3 separate regions of the Sus scrofa genome follow, and all the other regions are linked to region 2. The links are chromatin contacts, called in public Hi-C maps. All regions are on one chromosome and are shown on one strand. Each heading gives the region's core, a stretch centred on a gene start, on an enhancer-like site or on the middle of the called end of the contact. The rest is flanking DNA. Distances are from core to core; before and after follow the strand shown. Region 1 holds the start of LOC110255247 (zinc finger protein 501-like). Region 2 holds the start of B3GNTL1 (UDP-GlcNAc:betaGal beta-1,3-N-acetylglucosaminyltransferase-like protein 1). Region 3 has its middle 87 kb from the start of METRNL.

Region 1 (3,641 bases), core at 740-3,239, 130 kb after region 2:
GTACCTCTGCCTTGGAATTCCCAGCCTCCAGGACTATGAGAAATAAATTCCTGTTCTTATAAGCTCTTTTATATCACTTTTTGTTTTCTTTATTTGACAAGGATTAAAAATGATATGGTAGGGAGTTCCTATTGTGGCTAAGCAGTGATGAACCCAACTAGTACCCATGAGGATGCAGGTTCAATCCCTGGCCTCACTCAGAGGGTTAAGTATCCAGTGTTGCCGTGAGCTGTGGCCTAGGCTGGTAGCTGCTGCTCTGACTCGACCCCTAGCCTGGAAACTTCCATATTCCGCATGTGCGGCCCTAAAAAAAAAAAAAAAAGAAAAAAGATAAGCTAACCCGTCCCATCCTATTATATTTTTTATTGCTTTTCATGAATTGCCTTCAATTTTGGAAAAAAAAAATATAATATATATATATAAATAAATATATAGGTTAAATACTCACTGATTCGTGTTTGTATTATATGTATACAATCCTTGTGTTTGTATTATATATATAGTACAAACATACAAATTGGTGAATATTTTACCCATATTATATATAGTAAGGGACCATTAAATATTAATCATTAAGAAAGTATTTGGAATTACCTTTTGTCCTTTTTATTCAACAAATATTTCTTGAGCACTACCGCGTTTCAGGGTACTGTCCGAGGCTCTTTTTCTTACCGGTGAAGTGCCATAGCCTTGACTCTGCACTGCACTCTTCCATTTTTTTCATCTTGATAGTGTCACTGATGGCACGTTCTCCCCATGCTGCACCTTATGCCAGTTTTGCTATATTTGATGTGTGATCCGCTCTGAGGTGCTGTCTGCTTCTATGCCCTATGCTTACCTTTTGTGAGTTGATATAATTCTTATCATGTAACCTGCCTATAAATTGCAAAACATGTATTTAAAACCTTTGTGTGATAAAGTGGTAATTCTAATTCATGGTGGGAATTTTGGGAAATATGGAGAAACATAGGATAAAAAATTTTTTAAAGCCTATAATCCCTGAAGACAAAAATAGCCACTGTTAATAGTTTAGTGTAGTTCCTTCTAGTCTGTCTTTTCTTTTCTTTTTTTTTTATGGCCTCGACGGCAGCATATGGACGTTTCCTGGCCAGGGATTGAAGTGGAGCTGCAGTTGCGGCAACGCAGGATTCTTTAACCCACTGCCCAGGGCTGTGGATGGAACCCGCACCTCCACAGCGACCCAAAATGCTGCAGTGGGATTCTCAACCCACTGTGCCGCAGCAGAAACTCCGTGGTTTTTTTCTATATGTACTTTTCTGTATTTTCCAAGTTTTGCATAATGAACAAGGCTTCAGAAATATTTGCAGTTACAGTAGGGTTCTATCATGCCCTTTGCATGCCTGGCCAGAGAGAGAAAATAAGAAAATAAACAAGATAGGTCTCCCCACTGTCACCGCTGCAGTGACCCCAAGACAAGGACTGGATTGTTCTCAGGGGCTGCAGTCCCTCGTGGGTCTGCCCCGCTCCCCATCTTCCCTTCTCAATCCAGGCTGCCTGACCTCTTGGCAGACTAAAAACGAACATAGCCAACCTCTGGCTGGCTTCTGAAGTGTTTGTTGAGAAATGCCACTCATAATAATTTCTTAATGTCTAATACCCATCTCTTCGTTCCATTGTTCCCGACTGTGTCATACATATCTTTTTACAATTTGTTAGAAACAAGCATCCAAAGGACCACAGCGTCCTCTACCGTCTGTAACATTTTTATACCGTTCTTTCTGCTCCTGGCCTGTGCCGGGAGGCGGCTGCACCGCGCGCGCCAGTGTCCAGAAGCGGTACCGCTAGCTCCGAAGCTATCCTAACCTGACACAAGCTGCAGCGTCCACCACCAGCACAGTGGGAGGGAGCAGGCGTGGGCGGCTACCATGGAGATTCGGTGCGCGGTCCTGATTGGCTACCAGAGGGCGAGGTTCCGGGGACTTCTGGGAAAAGGGAAATCCTAGAGACGGAAAGCGGAAGCGGCGCGTCCCGAGGCATTCTGGGAGTCGCAGTTCGTCCGGGGCAACTTCTGCCTCAGGCTGGTTGCAGCCGGCGCCCCGGGCCAGCGCAGCCTGGGCACCAGCCATCCTGCCCCCTCTCCGGCCGGGAGAAGCGGGCGCTGGGCTCTGGGGCTCCCTGAGCCCGCGGAGGCCAGCGCCCAGGGCGCACAAGAAGAGCAGGGGTGGAAGAAGAAAGGAATTTCAAGGAGGGCATTGCTTAAAGGGACGTTTGGACAGAGCCAGTTTCGGTGCTGGGCCGCAGCTCTGCCTAATTTTAATCTCAGGACTGCAGCCTGCGACCCGTGGACGGTGAGTCTTTGCCAAGATGTTTGGTTGGAGACCCCAAATTTGTCCTGAAAGAGCTGTTTTTTTTTTTTTTTTTTTTTGGAGGATTTGTGAAGGACTTGCATTCATCCCTACGCTATAATTACACTTTTCAAGATCTACTTTCTTAAGACTTGCTGAAAGTTTTTTGAGCACGCACATCTTTATTTAATTAAGGAAACAAGGTATTGGCTTCCACAATTTAAGTGACCACTTATTTGCGATTCTCAGAGGGTTCAATTTGGTAGAAAAGGAAAGAGGAACGGTTCCTTGCCTGCCTTTGTACCAGGGTATCTCCCATGTTTATGATTGGTGAAAATGTCAACCCGCGCCGAGAGAAACACGGAGACAGAGTTTTGAGTGAAGGGGAAAAAATAGCTTTTATTGCTTTACCAGGTAAGGGAGGCCACAGCAGGCTAATGCTTTAAAGACTGTGCCCTCCTCTGGGGAAGAATTGTGGGGCGTTTTATAGTCTAAAGTAAAAACAGAGTTTCAGATAAGAATCAGGGTTGGGGCAGACATGCATTCTTCTTTCTTTTGGGGAATCTTAGTCATCCAAGCTGGTGTCAGGAGATGTTGGCCTGATCTTGGTGGTGGTCTTCTGGTCATTGCCTAGAATAACAGTACTTGCGAAAAGGGCATATTGATCAGAGATTAGAACAAACTAGGATAATTCCTGAAAGACATCACGTGCTAATAATCTTTAATCCATAGGCAGTCATGCTCAGGATGCCTAATCTTTAGCTCACAGATGATTGTATTTGGGTTACAATCAAATGAGGGAGAAACACAAGGAAGGGCTCCAAGCTCTTTAGTTTTCAAGCATTCATTTCTAAAGGAAGCGTAAGGAATATAACTTTTCTCTTAACTGTATATGGTGCCTGTGTCATTATGTGTATCCCTTAAGGATCGTGTGTACACCCTTCTGCCTCAAGGCTTGACTGTTCCTCCCTTGTCTTTGGATCTGCTCCCTTCCCTGATCAGCAGCTGTCTGAACCTGTCCCTTAGAACTCAGGGAAGGCCATGGAGGCTGAATGAAGTCCATTTCCTAAAAACAAGAAATGGGGGACACAGAAAGGCTTTCTGTGCCCTGGAGCCCCACAGGGCCCTACTCACTTATCACAATGCTCTTGCTCTAGTTAATGATTCTACCCAAAAGTTTACTGTGATCTTGGATCGCCCTTCACACTGCCCTTCCGTTTCCAGCCAGTGTGATGACACCTCTTTCTGCGTCTCTGTAAGTGTCCTTTCCCTCTAGCGTTGCAACTCGTCTCTTCTATTGTTTGGAGGGCTGTAAGTCTTTGTCCTTCAACACAA
Region 2 (3,882 bases), core at 926-3,425:
CGAGGATGCCGGAAGCTTCCAGCTTCTCTTTCCATTTTTCAATGACAGCCATGGACTTGTCCTGAAAGCACAAGGACGGGGGCAGGTCAGGAAACTTCCCCGAGCAGTCAGGGGTGACTCACGCCAGGGTGGAATCACGAACAGGAGGCTCAGAAATACCTTGCTGGCATCATTAAAAATGGAGAGCTCCAGGCGGCCTTCAAAGTCCTGCTGCAAAACGGACCCCAAGCACTCGTCCAGCCAGGGCTCAGCGTTGTGGACCGGGAGGATAACAGACTAGGGTTCAAAACAAACAGACTGAGAAGAGCGCAAAAGCTCAACTCCCTTCCCACGGCTCCAGGCTTCCCCCGCCCCCCACCACCACCACCGAGGCGTGAGCTCATTCCCACAGGGCGAGGCCTGACTTACAGAGTGACCCAGGATAAGGCTTCCTGGGATGGACCATGCCTGACAAACAAAAGGAGTCTATGCCTTCTCTCCATAAGATTTATTGTCTTAAGATTTCCCTGAATTGGTCTTTAGATGCCTTTGAAAAGGAAACAAAAATCTGAAAGGCATCAAAAATGCGTCCAATTCAACAGCAAGGTGAAGTGTCTTCCAGTCTAGCGGTCAGAAGCATCATCTTGGTTAAAACAAGCATCCGCCTATCTTCCAACCCATTCCTGAAAATAACTGAGCCATCTTAAGCACCTTCAGTAAACCCTGATGCTGGAGAAACTGCAACAAAGAAACCCTTTTAAGTACCCGCTAGGTGTGCCCCTACAAAGGGGGGGGGACACGGAGGTGACCACCCCAGCTCTCTCTTCCTTTGCTCTCCTTGGCTTAACACCATCCTTTACTCATACGGACCACAGAAAACAACACTTCTGAAGCACATGGAGTAAAACCAGTGAAACCTGACTACCAGCAAAACAACTCATTATAGGATCCATCTTAATTCTGAATATCAGCACATTAAGCCATACAGAATACCCAAAGATAGAAGTTACAGTCAGTCCTCAGCCTTGAGTTTACACCCCGGACCACCGGACACCTTCCGAAATAAGAAAGTCAGGCCACCCAGGTGGGTATGTGTGTACTGTGCATGTATGAACATGCACCTGTGTGTGAAGTCGGCCTGTACAGACGACAGAGAGGACTTTTAAAATGCTAAATCTGAACGTGCTTATCAAAAAGCTCACAAACGTAAGTACTGCAAACACTGTTCAAATTCTTTACTCCGAAGAGCTGACTCAGCAGTCATACCCTTCCTGCATTTATGTTATCCACAAAAGCAGTTCCCTAATTTACTTACAGATTTACTTTGCTTTGGAATTACTTTGTGAAAGAAAAGAAAAAAAGGAAAGGATGTTGTTACTGCTCTCAAGATCCACAACAAAAACTGAATTTCTGCCAAAGATGAGCCTTGATTAATCTGTGTGCACTCTTGCTGGTGCTTAAACGTTGTTGTGGGCCTTCACAGTCAGCCCGAGACAAGAGGTGGTGGTGGTGGTGGTGGTGTGGGAAGTGAAGACGGAGGGGGAGGAGGGGGAGGAGGGGGAGGAGGGGGAGGAGGGGGAGGGAGGGAGGGAAGAAGGGAGAGGAGGGAGGAGGGGGAAGGAGGGGGAGGGGAGGGGGGAAGGGGAGGGGGAAGGGAGGAGGGGGAAAGGGGGAGGAGGGAGAGGAGGGGAGGGGAACTAAGGTGAGAGGAGGGAGAGGAGGGAGGAGGGGAGGGGGGAGGGGAGGGGGAAGGGAGGGGAGGGAGAGGAGGGAAGAAGGGAGAGGAGGGAGGAGGGGGAAAGGGAGAGGAGGGAGGAGGGGGGAAAGGGGGAGGAGGGAGGGGAGGAGGAGGGAGAGGAGGGGGAGGGGAGGAGAGGGGACTAAGGGAAGAGGAGGGAGGAGGGGAGGGAAGGAGGAGGAAGGGGAGGGAGGACGAAGAGGAGGGAGGAGGGGAGGGGACACAGAGTAGAGGAGGAGAAGGACGGACAGGACCGGGAGTCGGGGAGGGGCGGGGGGGTTACGGGAGCGGGGGACGAGGCGGCCCCCCGCGGCAAGGGACCTACCACTTGGGCGGGGGCGCGGGCCGGGCCGCACGCGACCACGGCTGCCGCGGCGCCGGCGGCAGCGGGGTCCCCCGGGCCTGCATGGCGCGCGCTCCACGGGCCGCCCCACCCACCTCGGCCTACGGCGCGTGCGCGAGGGCGGGGCCAAATCCGAGCGCCTCTGATTGGTGCAGAGGCGCGTCGATCCCGCGGGCAGTGGAGAGGCGCGCCCTAGAGCGGCGGGAGGTCAGTCCCGCTCCGCCTGGTGGAGCAGGTCAGCTCCGAGGTCGTCCGTGAAGCGAGAGCTGCGGGAATTACTGGGTTGTGCTGGAGGTGGGCTTTGTGGGCAGGCGCTGCGCCGCCCTGGGGGCCACACCTTCCCACGTGTGTCCTTCTCTAAGAAGGAAAGGTTCTGTGTGACCAGCGATTGCGGATCCCTGCCCCACGGTCGGGCGCCCGAGCCGCTCCGGGGGAGCACTGGCTCCGGGGCCCCGCACCTCGTGGATCAGGGCGCAGGTTCGCAGCCAGCACCGCCGTGTCTAACGTTAAATGCGCATCGTTCTACAAACTTAACTTACCACAGACCAACTTCTATCACTTCGAATGTCATTTTACCTTAAACTGCCTCAAAGCCTGTTGCACAAATGGAAACGCTTACGTCAGATGAGTAAAAATGCATCCTTATCTACAGAGGGACAAAAGCAATCTGAGAATTTGTTTCCAAGGAGCTGATGTGCTTCAGGGGTTGGTGTATTAGAACTAGTTTCATTTTAAGGGACTCTGTGAAAAGTCACATTGTAGCTTCCAGAATAGTCTGTGCCTTTGGAGCTGGCCCGCAGCAGTAATCGGCAGGAGGAAGAGATAAGGGGTCCCGCGGCCCCTGGCACCTCCACCGCACATGCATCAGGACTGGGCTTGGCTCTCCTGTCTTGCTTCCTGCACCTCTCCTGCTGCCATAAGTTTGCTTTTCACTGCCTAACCCCCAGGAAAAGTCTGGCTAGAGTCTGCTTTTTGCAAACATGCAGAGAGATGAGAAGCACTTTAGAAGTGTGGGTTCAGCCTGGGCGGGGGGTGGGGGAGCAGAGCTGAGATTCTTCTCTTCCTGGTAGGGAGGTTCTCGACAGGGGGTCCAGGCTGTGGGCCCTGACACCCCACCACTGAGAGGGACACAGACACAGGGAGGACATGGGTAGGTCGAGGAGGTGACCAAGTCACAAGCACCTGGAGAGGAAGCCTTGCAGGTCTCCCACAGCTCTAGGCTCACTGAGTGACATTTTTCTTTATTTTTCAATGTTGTTTATGCAGACTGTCGATGAATTCTGGCTGTGTTCAGAAGACTCCGTGTCCACAGCTAGGGCCTCCAAATGGTAAAACTGCAGACAGCCCTCTGACGATGTGGGTGCAGGAGGCAAAGATGGGCGGAGGTCTGGGCTCGGCCACACTAGGCTCAGAGTCAGAGTGAGTCTGCCCTGGGTGTGCCCGTGAAGGGTGAGGTCAAACTTTAGAGCCAGCCTACACTGCAAGACCTCTGAGCAAGTGTCCAGTCCAAGTTTCCTGATGAGTGAACCTCAACGGATCTCCAGCTGGACCGCCCCTCGCAGTGATGCTGCTGGGAGGGCCCGAGCCGCCCAGCACCATGGAGGACAGTGCAGTCCGACTGCCCGTGGCAGAGACAGGCTGCCCATGTGGCCAGAGCGGCCTGATGGTAAATGCCCTGATGAAGGGCAGCCGGCTCTGTGACTGTATGACGGGCACAGGTGTCCTTTCTTCCACTCTCTTGGGTTTTTTCCTGAAGACTCACTGTTGATTCAGGTAGCCAGAGCTGGACTTCTCACCAGCCTCTTGACGTAATGAGGTTCCC
Region 3 (4,019 bases), core at 1,241-3,740, 110 kb after region 2:
CCACAGCCCGTCGCCCCTCCCCTGCGGGGGTGGGAAAAGCACCTGGAACAAGTCCCAGGTCGTTCCCAGGAAGGGGGGGTGCATCCCTCCCGAGGCCCCACTCCCTGATTCATGAGGCAGGAGCCCAGCGCGTCCAGCACACTTCACAGGCATCTGGATGGAATAACTGACTGCCAGCGGGGAAACTGGAGCCGGATCTCTGTGGGGCAGGGTCACCGCAGTTCATTCCAATGCAGTGTGTGCAGCGCGGGGCGGGGGGGGGGGGGCGTGGCTGCTGCCCCCCCCCCCCCCGCCGTCCAGGGGCTCTGGCGGGGCAGCAGCTCCTGGTTCCGTGTGTGGTGGGGTGAGGGGCCCAGTGGCCCCATGACCATGTGGGCCTGGGTTTGTTCAGTCGCCTCCTCGCTGGGCGACCGCGCTGAGTCTCTTACTCTCTCTGGGCCTCCCTTTCCTCTTCAAGTTCTTGTGAGAACCCAGCAGGGACTGGCCCTGGAGGTGAGGGCCAGTGGCTTACAGGACACTGGGGCAGAGGACACACAGCAGTCAGGTGGCCACAGGAAGGCTGGAGGGAGGAGCCATCCCTGGGGGGCCGGGTGGGGTGGGGACCTTGGACACGAGGCAGGGAGGCCTGTCCTGGGGGTGGGACACGTACCCACCCCCCGCCCCAGCCCAGGAGCCAGGCCCTACCACATGTCCCAGCCCCTCAGACACAGCCGGGCCCTGAGCTGGAGCCACGGCCACCACTCAGGTTCTGTGTTTTCATGCAATTGGCCTCTTGGAAGGCAAAGCCCTGGGCTGTTTCCAGACGTGCCTCAGACACCCCAGCACCAATGCTGTTGCGGGCGGGTCACAGGGCAGGCGGCAAAGCACCTGACACAGGCTGTTCTGCTCCTGTGCGCGTGGGTGTGTGACCTGCGCCCCCGCCCCCGCGTAGCCGACCCTGGTGCTGGTCATCAAGCATCTGCCAATTCCGCGCTCCGCGCGGAGAAGGGAGGCCCTGCTGCACCCGCGACGGTGGTTTTGCATCTTGTCCGCAGCCATCGCCGCTCTTCTGTGGGGCGGTTGGTTTCCTTTCTGATTTGCGGGGATTCTCTGTACTCGCCGAACGTCGGCCCCTGCGTTCACCCCGCGGATGCCAGCTGCTAGCCTTCTGCTCAATCGTTCGCCTTACCAGGGGCACCCTTCCCACCGCTGAGACGTCCTCGAGGTTGTCGTAGCAAACCTGCGGCTCACCCTTCCTTCAGGGCTTTGGATGTTGCCTCTGGCTGTCTCCCGAGAATATGCTCTTGGGTTTCGTTCCAGTGCTTTTATAATTATGCTTTTTGTCTTTAATCTATCCGAGTTTATTTTCGGGTATGCATGAGACAGAGTGGAACTGCTTTTCCATGAAATCTTAGATGTCACAAGCCCTGCAGGGCAGCAATTATGGCCTAGGGGGCTTGGCGCCCAGATTGGAGAAGGGCTTCCTGGGCGGGACCCATGTCCTGCCCTCACGGCCGGGCCTGGCTGAGCCCCCTTTGCTCTTTTCCAGAAGGTTCTTTCGTGGATGAAGTGAGCACCTGTGCGTGCCTCTACAGCTGCCGAGCCTTTCCCCAGCCTGGGGCCCCCAGCTCTCCTGCTTCTTCTGGAAGAGGGGTAGGGCCAAGACGAGGGAAGAAAACCTGCAGCCTCCTGGTGGCTCGGCGAAGCGAGACCAGCAGTGCGCTTGGCGGGGCGCCTCGCACTGGTGACTTAGGGCAGACCTCAGGATGGCAGCCACAGGCTGCTGGTGGCCTCTGAGGAGAATCATATCCAGCGGGGCTTTGACAAAGCCCGGAGAGGCCCTGAAAGCTGGAAACGGATGTGGGGGGGGGAAGTAGAGGGCCTGGCTGAGGGTCAGCCCTGAGGACTGTGGAAGGATTCTCCCCCCGGCCACCGCTGCTCCGAGCATCGCCAGGTCGGCCTGGGTCCCCTGCAGGTCGGAGCACGGCCAGGAGGCCAAACAGCCTCACTGACCCTGCAGGGACCTCTCCCCCGAGCTGCTCCTTGCCTGTCAGAGGAGGGCTGCGCCGGCCACCCAGTGGCTCCTCCTGAGACCCCCGCCTCAAGGATGGGCCCCGAGGGGGCCGAGGGCCGGGGTTCCCTGACCAGACACTGGCCAGGCACGGTCAGCCTGAGCGCTGGCAGCAAGAGCAGAGGCCCCAAGAACCCGCCACAGGATGTGAGGAAATAGCAGGCCCTGCTCCAGACGGGCTTGTCGGATCCCAGAGAGGGCTGCTGGGCTTCCTCCTTTTCATCCGAGCTCGCCTCCTTTTCCAACTTTGTACGTTTTGTGAGACTTTGGAGGTGAGACGAGCTTCCCTTGCTGCTCTGTGGCCATTGATGTTGCTGAGCTGAGCTCGGTTGCAACACTTTCCTGTAAAATGGACTAAAGCAGAAGTTGCTGTGTTCCTCATAAAGAAATGCATAAATCAGCTAAAAATAGTTCTTCAGAGCGGATGTGATGATGCCGTGGCTGTCACAGGAAACACGTGAGTCAGGCTCCTCCCAGGAACAGGGGAGGGCGGCAGGGCGCACGGGCTCTGGGTGGCACCGGACACCTGGCCCAGGCAGAGCCCACCTGCAGGGACTGTGGGCTGTGCTTCTGTGTGCGCAGCTAGTTGCCGGGGGTTTGTTCAGAATTTACCAGCCAATGACCCACATGCCAGCACGTCACTGCTCACCCACCACAGGCTCCTCTCATCGTGTGGGCTTTCATGGTGCACACACACGCACTGACCTCTGCCTGGTGCATGTATGTGTGGGCACACACATATACACGTGCACACATCTGCCTGGTGCACCTGTGTGTACAAGCACGTGCACACACACACACGTGCATGTTTAGCCAAGGGAGGCAGTGGTGGGGTCCTGTTCTTTCTGGACTTCTAGCCTCTCATCTTGCCAGGACCCAGCAGGCACCCACTGGCTACTGGCCACAGAGGCAGAGAGGTGGAGCCAGATGGCTGGGACTACAGGGGGCTGCAGGGGGCTGCAGGGGGGCTCGGGTTTTCCCGTGGCCTCTGATGCCTTCTCTGTCCCAAGCACGGTGTGGGGTGAATGCCACCATCTGAGAGCCCCCAGGGTGAGGAGGTGCAGCCGTGCTCTCTTGTGGGGGGCACTGCTCCCAAGGTCCTCCTGCTCCATGGCCACCACCCGACCCTGTGCTGCCCCAAAGTTGGGGCAGCGCTCCTGAGCAGATCAGCTACCCCTCACTTGGTTTCTGATATCCGTCCCCAGCACCCAGGCTTGTTGACTGTCTCCCCAGCTAGGCTGCGGATGCTGGCTCTCACCCTCAAGAGTTTCTGAATCCAAACATCTCCAACGGCCTGTGCTCAGGGAGGGCATCTGTGCTTGGCCGCTGGATACAGGGCAGCAATTTCTCGTAAAGACTCCAAGCCCAGGCAGCTAGAGCCATTGCTGGGGCTGCTGTCTCCTCCAGTCTCTCTTGCTGGGTAGTGCCGGGCAGGGCAGGTGCTGGCACCTGTTCGTGGCCGGCCCTCCTCTGGTGCCCAGTCCCAGCCAAGGGCCGCCCCTGCCCTCACTGACCCGGCAGTGGAATGTGTGTGTGAGTTTAACAGAACACCTTGTCTTTTCAAGCCTGTGATTAAACAGTGCGTGGAGATGGAGCTTCACAGGATGGAAGCATTTAAGCATCATCCACTGATGTCTAGAAGCCTCTCAGCTCAGACTCTGGTCTGGCCCTGAACTTTACCCTATGGTAGATGTTGGGATGGCTAGCTTTCTTTTTTGCATGATAGCTGGTTTACAGTGCCCTGTCACTTTTCTACAGTACAGCAGAGAGACCCAGCCACACACACACATATTCTTTGTCGCACATTATCCTCCATCAGGCTCCATCATAAGTGACTAGACAGAGTTCTCAGTGCCGCACAGCAGGGTCTCATTGCTCATCCGTTCCCAAGGCAACAATCTGCACCTATTAACCCCAAGTTCCCATCCATCCCACTCCCTCCCCCTCCCCCCGGCAACCACAAGTCTGT

Evidence for each region. Hi-C and Micro-C count contacts between places; a contact is called where the count stands out from the background.
Region 1: a contact with region 2 is called in a Hi-C map of skeletal muscle, with 3 times the contacts expected there. The contact joins the promoter of LOC110255247 here to the promoter of B3GNTL1 in region 2. A contact is called at or near these places in 4 of 47 Hi-C or Micro-C datasets (brain, heart right ventricle, liver and 1 more) and 2 of 2 datasets of contacts at active chromatin or transcription factors (alveolar macrophages and skeletal muscle).
Region 3: a contact with region 2 is called in a Hi-C map of liver, with 3 times the contacts expected there. The contact joins the enhancer-like site here to the promoter of B3GNTL1 in region 2. A contact is called at or near these places in 1 of 5 promoter capture datasets (fetal skeletal muscle), 3 of 47 Hi-C or Micro-C datasets (brain, heart right ventricle and liver) and 2 of 2 datasets of contacts at active chromatin or transcription factors (alveolar macrophages and skeletal muscle).

What each region holds. Positions count from the first base shown.
Region 1 is chr12:130,601-134,241 of Sscrofa11.1, reverse strand. LOC110255247 (zinc finger protein 501-like) reads left to right here and starts at 1,989. Exons shown (of 6, transcript XR_002336882.1): 1 at 1,989-2,309.
Region 2 is chr12:258,173-262,054 of Sscrofa11.1, reverse strand. B3GNTL1 (UDP-GlcNAc:betaGal beta-1,3-N-acetylglucosaminyltransferase-like protein 1) reads right to left here and starts at 2,175. Exons shown (of 15, transcript XR_002336895.1): 1 at 2,043-2,175; 2 at 160-276; 3 at 1-61.
Region 3 is chr12:152,087-156,105 of Sscrofa11.1, reverse strand. No RefSeq gene overlaps it. Among named protein-coding and RNA genes, the nearest start is that of METRNL, 87 kb to the left of the region's middle. Within about 2 kb of position 2,490, at least 36 of the 83 cell types and tissues checked have an H3K27ac peak or open chromatin away from gene starts, as enhancers often do. A contact at or near this core is called in alveolar macrophages, fetal skeletal muscle, liver and 1 more, where this site is marked.